Regions from separate parts of the Mus musculus genome. Here regions 1 and 2 are each linked to region 3. Evidence: chromatin contacts called from public Hi-C and HiChIP or PLAC-seq data. All regions are on one chromosome and are shown on one strand. Each heading gives the region's core, a stretch centred on a gene start, on an enhancer-like site or on the middle of the called end of the contact. The rest is flanking DNA. Distances are from core to core; before and after follow the strand shown.

Region 1 (3,051 bases), core at 114-2,613, 120 kb before region 3:
CCTCCAAAGAGTCAGTGCAAGTCAGTGGGAGTGACCAGACCAGCTGGAATGCCAGGAGTTCTCTGCACGTGCCTCTCTCAACAAAGTGAAGACCAGTGATGACCATTGAAGAGCTGAACAGCTGACTATACAAGGCTAGCCCCTTCACTGTCTGTTGAGTCCTATTTATACTCTCTCCAAACACTGCTCGTACTCCCACAGATCTTGCCTCAGCAAAACACCACATGGATGTGCACCACATAGCACAACCAGTAACTTCCACTGTCAGTGGGTCAGGTCCAGGCCCAGATGGTAGAACAGGGCGATGGCAGGCAGGTGACAGGCAGTCACTCAGCTGCATCAATAACTGAGCCAAGCTGGGGAGTCCTTAGTGTTGACATCAGGACTTCCCAAACCTATGATATCACAGAGGCGACAGTGCAACCTACAGACCTGTTATCAGGACAACAGCTACTATATTCCCAGAATCCACTTGGCTCACCTCCCACCTTTACCTGCATTATGTCATTTTCCATATAAATAAGGGGAATGCCCCTCCCTCTCTCTTTTTCCCCCTTCTGTGCCACCTTCCCCCCTCTCTCTTTTTCTCCTCCAATAAACCTCTCACACATGGAACTATTTGGCCCAAAGTACCGTGTTCAGACTTGAGCTGAGATTGTAATGCATCACTTAGTACTTCACACACACACACACACATGCATCACTCACGTGCATATACAACAGGTGATTAGACTGGTGTGAGTCTGTGTCATTGCAATGCTAGGTGTCTATCACTTTCCTTCCAGGAAAGGAAGCTGCAATCTTTACTAGATCTGCTGTGCCCAGTTCTTGGGCCTGATTTTTCTGAAAAGACTTTACATGCCAGCATGCCCTCAAAGTTCTCTCATTCGTCTACAATGAACTGGTGAGGTGACTCACTTTCCACCCTCAGCAATCAGTCTGTGGTGACTGATAAATGGTGCATGTTCTAGGTATGCCCAGGGGCTACAGTCATCTTTCTTCCTCAAAATGGAAGCATAGGGTGCTTTTCAAATGGAGTCTCCTAGAGCCGTGCATGACTTGAAAAACCAAACTTACATATAAGTAGGGCATACTCTGATCTCAACATGAATCATTCTATTGAGTAATATTTTCCCATCTGATGATATACATTGCCTCTGAATGAAGGGATATAGTAAACATTTCAAATATGTGATATGTGAAATGTAAGCGAGTGCTCTGTTTTAAATATCACGCCCTTGATGGGAACAGAGAAATGCAGTTTTTATGTCTCTCCTCCCATCTTCCTTGTAGTGTGTATTCTGAGTACCTTGAAGGTAAACCATCCTCTAGGGCCCAGAGAGATGGCTTAGTGGTTATGAGTGTGCACCGTTCTCATAACAGATGACTCACGTTTGGGTCCAAGAATATACATGGTGGCTCATAACTACCTATAATTCCAGCTTCTGGGGCTTTGACTCCCTTCTGGCTTCAGTGGACACTTGTATGCACACACCTCCATGACACATATACGTAAGTATATGATAAAATAAATCTGTATGTTCAGTTTCTGTAAACTTATAATTCTTTGCAAGTATAGTTGTACTTGTGAACACTTAGAAATTCAATCTGGGCAGCTCTCCTAAGGACCTGAATAGCATTCAACAGTATCCAACGCTTATGACCCTACAAAGTGGCCATTGGTGACTTCACCTGTCTGTCCCTCAGTCACTCTTCCCACCTCTCTCTCTCTCTCTCTCTCTCTCTCTCTCTCTCTCTCTCTCTCTCTCCCTCTCTCTCTCTCTCTTCTCTCTCTCTCTGTCTCTCTGCCTACTACTATAAGGGTTCTAAGAGCATGTTTCTAGGGAGTTGCTCTATAATATAATTCCAACTGTTGGCCAGAGGAGAAAAAAATGTACATAGGCAAATTGAAAGATGCTTGCTTACATGGTTGTTTAAAACCTGCAGAGAAATAGCATTAAGAATCGCATCAGCCCAGACGTAGGCATCACTGCCTGTGCCCAAGCTAAATTTTGGCTACTCATCCTCAATCAGCCAACTAAAAGACTCAAATTAATAATAGAAAGCAAAGAATGGAGATTTATTCAATTTTGCTATGTGAGAGAAAAGAGGTCAGGTGACCCCTTCCCTAATTCCATTTTCAGGATCCCGGAGTGAGATTTAAGTTTAAGTAGATGGCAGAGGGTCTGACATCTAAACATCTGGTCCAGGTATGGTTTCACCTACCTGTGGTGTGAGGCTGCCTGCCCTCCACTGTTCTAGAGAATTTCTAGGAACATCTTTAATACTTACTGAGATACTTATTACTTCTGATGAAGACAGGAATGATCAGAGACATTTCCTCATTTGCAATTCACTCTTGAATTTTATAAATTTTAATAATGTCAGTAGCACTTGACAGATAACTTTGCTTTAAAGAATGCATGATTTTCACTTAGTGTTTATTTCTTTCTCTTGGAGAAGTTATACCTTGATCTCCTCTGGCCATTTCCATGTAAATACAATAGTGATGCATTATGCAAGTTTAAAGCTATGAAAATTTAGATAAAACACTAGGAATTTCTTTAGCTGGTGAAAGTCTATTGGAATTTAAGGCATGATTTCTTGAAATCAGAGAGGAGTGTTGGCTGAGAAAACCCTGTAATCAAAACATCAGAATACAGGTTGGTCGTCAGGCTTCGAACTGATTAAATGGATTCTAGAAATCAGTGATAGGGAAGATTTATGTCTGCACCTTACCATTACAGTCTGGCTTTACCATCTTAACTACCAGAGACCAGACCGGTGCTGTCTTGAAAAATAAACATTACAGTTGCCAAGGAAACAGAAATCACCTTGGAGATATTAACACCAGTAAGACTAACAGTGAAGGCTGCAATCAATCACGACCAAACAAGGAGCAGCAAACATTTTCATAAGGCATAAGAGACAGAGCTTTCTTTCAGAGACTATTTAGAATCCTAACAATGTGGTTCTCTGTGAATGTGAGACTCTGCAACTGAATGGTTACATTTCTAATCACTGATCTACTTTTTGCCTGATCAATCATTT
Region 2 (2,997 bases), core at 498-2,997, 79 kb before region 3:
CAATGTGGAAGACGTGGAGAGGATGCCAGCAGAATAGGAGTATGGCCTTCCCTTTGGCAAGTAGTTCTCAACCTAGTGCGGGTGACCCTTTAAGATTTAGCTGTTCAGAGATTTAGTCCATTATCATCTTGGCAGGAAGCATAGCAGCAGGCAGGCAGACATGGTGCAGGAGAAGTAGCCCAGTTCAGATCTGCAAGCAGCAGGAAGAGAAAAGCCGATTGACCTGGCTTGGGCTTCTGACATCCCAAAGCTGACCCCCAGTGACACTTTTCCTCCAACAAGGTCACACCCACTCCAACAAAGCCACACCTCCTAATCTCAAATAGTGCCACTCACTAATGATGAAGTATTCGAGCCTACGGGAGCTATTCCTACTCAAAGCACCACAAGCATTGAACTGGCCTTGCTTTTCACCACATGCCTTTGCCAGGCTATGAGGCTTTAGCAGATACAGCCCTTTACCTTGAACGTCTCAGCTCGAGCAACGTACGCCACTCATCCTCTCTACACATTACCTAGATTCTACTGGAATAATGCAAAAGAGCTTAGACAGAGGGGCACAAATTCCAGTTTAGAGTGGTCAGTCCATCCTGATGACTTAGTGTCCTCCCTACAGTTCTCCTTCCTGAAACTATGGCCTTAGGGGTTGGTGGTTCCTACATGAATTTGATAGTCAAATATTCAGTCAAGTAGTTCACAGACAGAGAATTTAGATGAGAAAAAAAACTGATTGAGATTCATTGTGAAAATTAGAAATTAAAAAAAAAATCTATGTTCTCCCAATTCATGGAGTTGCTGCCACTAACTCCATACTAGAAAAAGAGAGCAGAAATGATGAGGTCATAAACAATCTCCCAGGTCACCACAGCATCCCCAGTGTGATTTTCAATATGCTGGCCATGTAGGCATTGGCTGTGCGGTTTCTCTGAAATACTCATGAACTATGTCCCTCAGTGCTAAAGGAGTTTGTGTTTTCAAGATCAGAGAATTCTATCTTTTTATAAGGGAGTCCTGTCTTGTCATTCCTCAATATGGCCTTACTCCATACCTTGTCATTCCTTGCTCTCAGAGAAATCATGGGTTGGGAGAATAAAATTCACCAGTCAAAATGATGCTTTAAAAAGGCCTTAAGTTAGAAAATTTCACAAGAGGCTTAATGTGCAGGAGCCTGTGAATTATGGGATGGCACATTTTGTGCTAATGTGGACGGTGAATTCGATCTAGGAAAGATGGCTTATTTGTAGTATAGAGAGATGACTGTGAAGCCTTCAATGACCTTGGCAGGATGGAAGCATCTGTGTGGCTTGTGGATTTGAGTCTTCTCCAAGCTGTGTGACCGTAACTGAAGAAACTCAAATGGCCATTGCTCTCCAGTCTTTCTGGCCTTCAGGACTCTCATCAGTGTGTTCTGGATTTCCCAGGCCTACTATCACCGAAAAATGATCTTAATATTTCCGAGCAGCTCTCTTTTCAATGCTGCTGCACAAATCATGATGTCCATGCTGCTGAGGACAGGAACTTCTCTGCGGTGAAGGGTGGAAAGCAATCTGTGGTCATGAGTAGTTCAGTTCGGCAGCTGGGACATCTCTACTGAAATCCTGCATGCTGGGTAAATTGGTGACTTTCATAGCAAGGGCTTCCTTTTAACAGTTTAAACCACCTTCCTGTCGGAGATGTAGCAAGTGTAGAGTGTGACAGTTATTGTTGAGAGAATGTCCAGATTTGAAGAGCTGGAATGTGTGGTGGGAAAATATTTTTGCTTTGGGAAAGACAGGCTTCTAATGCCTTCTGTTCCTGCAGAATATGCCTCCCACTGGGTCCCAGCAGGGTGTTTTCTGAGCTCATTATGATTGCTACTTGGCCTTCTGGAGATTTCTGTGTTCCAGGGCTTCATGGCTTTTAGTCCTTGGAGAGTATTTGTTCCATGCTAATTGTTACACAGCTCATAGTTGGTTCAGGCCTGCATTTGATAGTTTGTCAGGCTAGCACATTTGTAGAAACATTGCTGACACAGAACCCATATAGATTTTCAAGCGCATTCTCTCTATGACACATGGTCTGTGAGCTCAAGATGTGCCTGATCACAATGGGTTACCTTTTATGTGTAGTGACTTGAGCGTCAGTCTGCCAATTCACTAAAGACTGCTTTGTTGTTGGTCCACTGTTTCACTTGACTATGGAGCTTTACGCTATACTGAGTAATACCAGCAAAGGTCTCCAGAATAGGAAAACTTGTTGGTGCAGAACTAACATTTTGCAGATTTTCATATTGTATCGTCCTATGGCTTCCTCAAGTCTAGTGTCCCCCAGCTCCCTCGTCCTCATCATTTTCCTGTTTTCACTCTAGTATTCCAGTGGGAACATAACAGTGCCTATAGTACTGTCCAACTGCAAATACCAGATGAACAGGTTGGGCTTTCCTGCCTTATCATTCCTTACATTATGTATTCAATATAACTCTGTAAATCTGAAGAAACAATTAAAAAGAAAAGCAAGCCTTTGTATGAACTCATCTCTTCCTTGCAATATATGGACTTGTGTTTCTCGAGGTAGAAAACCCCAGGCTTCCTGCATCCTTACAGACCACTAATAACTGCACTTGAATAGTTAACCAAACTATACATTGATTTGTTTAATGTGTCTATGTGCATTTGTGCATGAATGTGTGTCTCTGTGTGTGTCTGCATGCATGCATGTGTGTCTGTATGTCTGCTTGTGTGTGTGTGTGTGTGTGTGTGTGTGTGTGTGTGTGTGATGTATGCACAAGCATGCAGGCACATAATACCACAGTGTGCACATAGATGTCAGAAGGTGACTTACAAGAGTAAGTTCTCTCTTTCTACCATCATGGTACTGAGGATGCTCGTGGCTATCAAGTGTTAGAGGAAGGACATGTGTCACTCAATGTCTTCCTCTAGCATCCACATGCAAACCTACTAGTACACATATATGGAAGGAGGCCTTCCATTCTGTTTGCTAATGTTTTCAACTTAGTTT
Region 3 (2,898 bases), core at 144-2,643:
ATAACAAAAGCAGCAAACATAGAATGCCCAAGCCTTCATAATGCATAGTGTTGGCGTGAACACGCAATTATTGCAAAACAATTAGTGAAGCAAATCTTACGAGTCCTTTCTTAGGCAGTCTGTGGGGAGGAGAGTCGTGCTGAAGCCTATAGACAATTACCCCTCTTCGTTTTGCTTATGCAGGTAGGATCACACTGAAATACTGATCTAGGGAACCCTGTTCACACTTTTGTCTACCATAAATTAACGCCGTAGACCCTCACAAAGATTGCTGACTCTGGAACCTTAGACAAAGGAGGGTGTAGCTCCAAGACGCGAAGCCAGGCGCTCTCAGAAGCCGGCTGCTCACAGGCTGCCCCGCACCACCTCTCCTGTACTCTGGAGACCAAGAAGTCTGGAACTGATGGAGGACTTGGTTCATTCCCCCAAACTTTGGGAGTCATTGTTTCCCCTAACTCTGCGGGCTAAAGCGGAGGGGAGGAGAAGGGGTTTCAGAAACCCGGGGTACAGCTGCAGGGCTCGCCCACCCACCTCTGCACGCCCCGCAGCACCCTGGTGGTCCACTCACCTGTCCTGAGCGCCTGGTCTCGGGGCTCCGGTGGCCTCTCCGGGCTCTTCGCTCTCACAGCTGTCGCGACAGCGTGCGCCTCCGGGGACCAGCGAGGGAGGCGGCGGGGTCGGGGGCGTCAGGAGGAATCTGGGCAGCTGCGGGCAGCCACGGTCTCACTCCCCATCCCCGTGGGGCTCCGGCTGAGGACGCGGTGCGGTCACCAAAGGAAGATGAGTCAGGCCGGGGTGCGGGCGCCCTGACTCGCGCATCTGGGGGACGCGGCCGCCGCCATCGGACGAGCGCAGCCCCTATCCTTCTAGGGTACCGGTGACCGAGGCCAGGGCAAAAGATCGCAGCTAAGGCGTCTCCGCCGCCGCCAAGAAAGACAAAAGGAATGCGGGGCTCGAGGGAAAGTTTTGGGCTTGGTTCCTGATGAATTCTAGCCCCCGAAGCCGCCAAGAGGAGGATCGGGGGCGAGGGCGGGACGGGCTTCCCGGAGCGTCGCCAGCAGCCGGGGACCCAGACGGTGCTAATCGCACCGCCGCCCACGACCCGTGGGAACTCCGCCGGCCCAGTCGCCAAGCTGTGCAAGAGCTGCGTGCAGGACCCACCCTTCCCCCCGGACCCCAACCCAGCTACCCGGCGCCCTGGCTGCAAAGTTGTACTTCTAGCGCCGGGATGGCGCCCATACAAAACCCATTTGGGGAACAAAGTACCGCTTCCAGGCGATCTGCTTCATCTGAAGGCCAGCGGGCGGAAGCGGACACACCCACTCGCTTCTCATCACCGTCGGACGCGAGTTCCAGAACGGGAGATACCTGCCCCTCCTGTCTCAATAAGAACTGGGGATCCCCGGCGGACTCTGTATTTTCTGGAAGAAGGATCCATAGGCCCCTCGGTTCCACGCCCCTCGGATGCTTTCTTATCAGATGCAGCCTGGGAGGGTCGGGGTCCCCCTGGCGGCTGCACGAGTGCTGTGCTAACAAAGTCAGACCTGGACCCCCAAGAGATACTGCACTCCTAGCCCTCAGAGGGTTTAAGCTGCTGGGAAGTTAGTTCCAGTAGAGCAGACTGGTTGGGAAGGGTTCTGGGCATGGGGTTGTGAGGGGCAGGGGCTAATTGTATCCTAAGATGATGAGTCTGAGGCTAAGCTCCAGATATCAAATCCAATGAAGGCTTCAAGTTACCAAAAATTATCAGTGAGAAAAAAAAAAACATGTCCTGTCCATAGAATGAAATAATTGAAATAATAGTCACGTGCAATTCTGCAAGGGACCAAAGCGCCCACTCTGGCTGAAGATCAAGTCAGTAAATAAAGTTTCGTATTCAAATTACTGCGTTGGAGTGTGCAGTGTACAGCAACCGTAGCTGAGCTATGGTTTTGTAAATCCATGAGTTTCTTGGATTTTTTTTTTAACTCATAGGCAAGAGGCAAATATTCTGCTCTGGTGTGTATCTATTTCAATGTGTCAGCTACTGGATTCTGTGGGGAAAAAATCTAGACTCAAGAAAATAAGGCAACCCGTAGAGGCCAGACAGGTCATTAAGATGACACTGGCAATGGAGAAAGACTGTAAAAACGGGCAATAGTGGTTTTAAAAAAAAAATCTTGCTTCAGTATGGAGGTTAAATACTTTTTCTGAAATTTCAGGACCAAATGCTTAAAAAAAAAAAAAAAAGAAAAAAAGAAAGAAAGTAGATGGGATGGGGTAGGAGAAATGAGTCACCTTGTAAGCCATCTGTGGTTTTCTTTTCCTTCCACCTTCATGTGGCTAGTTCTCTTGGCCCAAAGCCATTTGATCAGTTCTCTGAGGTTTTCTAGCACATTTGTCAAGGAACCTTATTAATCGTGTGAGCCTAGTAAGGTTCTACTCGTTGTACAAGAATGCCCTGACTCTTCCTTTCTCCTCAAAGCTCCCAAGAGAACACACTTCCTAGCAAGCCTTCCTGACTTGTAAAGGGGTGGGTAATAGGTTCCTCCCATCCTGCTCTTTTAATGTAGCACAGTGTCTACAATGTACAGGGAAACATTTAAAATGGCAATCCAGACATCACAGGCATCACATGTCCAGGCAGTCTTCAAAGAGAGGCTGATGAGGAAAGACTTCGGGAAAAGATCTAGACTCATTCTTATCACCACTGATCACAATTACCAATCTGAACTTATATTCCAGTTATTCAGTCAAAGAAGAAGGAAGAAGGTGAACTAGATAACATCATCAACATATTTTATTTTTAAAATAATTACTACTAGTCAGAAAAATTCAGTAGTAAATAGCCTTGTAAATTGAGGGTTATCTGCCATTCTATAGTCTAAGCAACCTCCCAAGAAGATATTCATCAGTCCC

The links. HiChIP or PLAC-seq counts read pairs in DNA pulled down with a chosen protein or histone mark. Hi-C and Micro-C count contacts between places; a contact is called where the count stands out from the background.
Region 1: a contact with region 3 is called in a CTCF HiChIP or PLAC-seq map of the NIH/3T3 cell line, with 11 read pairs. The contact joins the enhancer-like site here to the promoter of Tmem200a in region 3. A contact is called at or near these places in 6 of 39 promoter capture datasets (the 3T3-L1 cell line, 3T3-L1-derived adipocytes, embryonic stem cells and 2 more), 1 of 15 datasets of contacts at CTCF or cohesin (the NIH/3T3 cell line), 5 of 484 Hi-C or Micro-C datasets (embryonic fibroblasts, embryonic stem cells, nephron progenitors and 2 more), 4 of 115 datasets of contacts at active chromatin or transcription factors (embryonic stem cells and forebrain) and 3 of 9 other capture datasets (embryonic stem cells, liver and pancreatic islet).
Region 2: a Hi-C map of ventral hippocampal neurons shows a contact between it and region 3, with 2.4 times the contacts expected there. The contact joins the enhancer-like site here to the promoter of Tmem200a in region 3. A contact is called at or near these places in 3 of 484 Hi-C or Micro-C datasets (cerebral cortex, nephron progenitors and ventral hippocampal neurons), 2 of 115 datasets of contacts at active chromatin or transcription factors (embryonic stem cells and neural progenitor cells) and 2 of 9 other capture datasets (adipose tissue and embryonic stem cells).

The regions. Positions count from the first base shown.
Region 1 is chr10:25,960,263-25,963,313 of GRCm38.p6, forward strand. No RefSeq gene overlaps it. Among named protein-coding and RNA genes, the nearest start is that of Gm9767, 120 kb to the right of the region's middle. Within about 2 kb of position 1,364, at least 10 of the 459 cell types and tissues checked have an H3K27ac peak or open chromatin away from gene starts, as enhancers often do. A contact at or near this core is called in the NIH/3T3 cell line, where this site is marked.
Region 2 is chr10:25,997,909-26,000,905 of GRCm38.p6, forward strand. All of the region lies in intron 2 of Tmem200a (transmembrane protein 200A), which reads right to left. Among named protein-coding and RNA genes, the nearest start is that of Gm9767, 79 kb to the right of the region's middle. Within about 2 kb of position 1,748, at least 6 of the 459 cell types and tissues checked have an H3K27ac peak or open chromatin away from gene starts, as enhancers often do. A contact at or near this core is called in ventral hippocampal neurons, where this site is marked.
Region 3 is chr10:26,077,570-26,080,467 of GRCm38.p6, forward strand. Tmem200a (transmembrane protein 200A) reads right to left here and starts at 1,394. Exons shown (of 3, transcript NM_001358814.1): 1 at 1,267-1,394; 2 at 569-750. Gm9767 (predicted gene 9767) reads left to right here and starts at 686. Exons shown (of 1, transcript NR_028030.2): 1 at 686-1,878.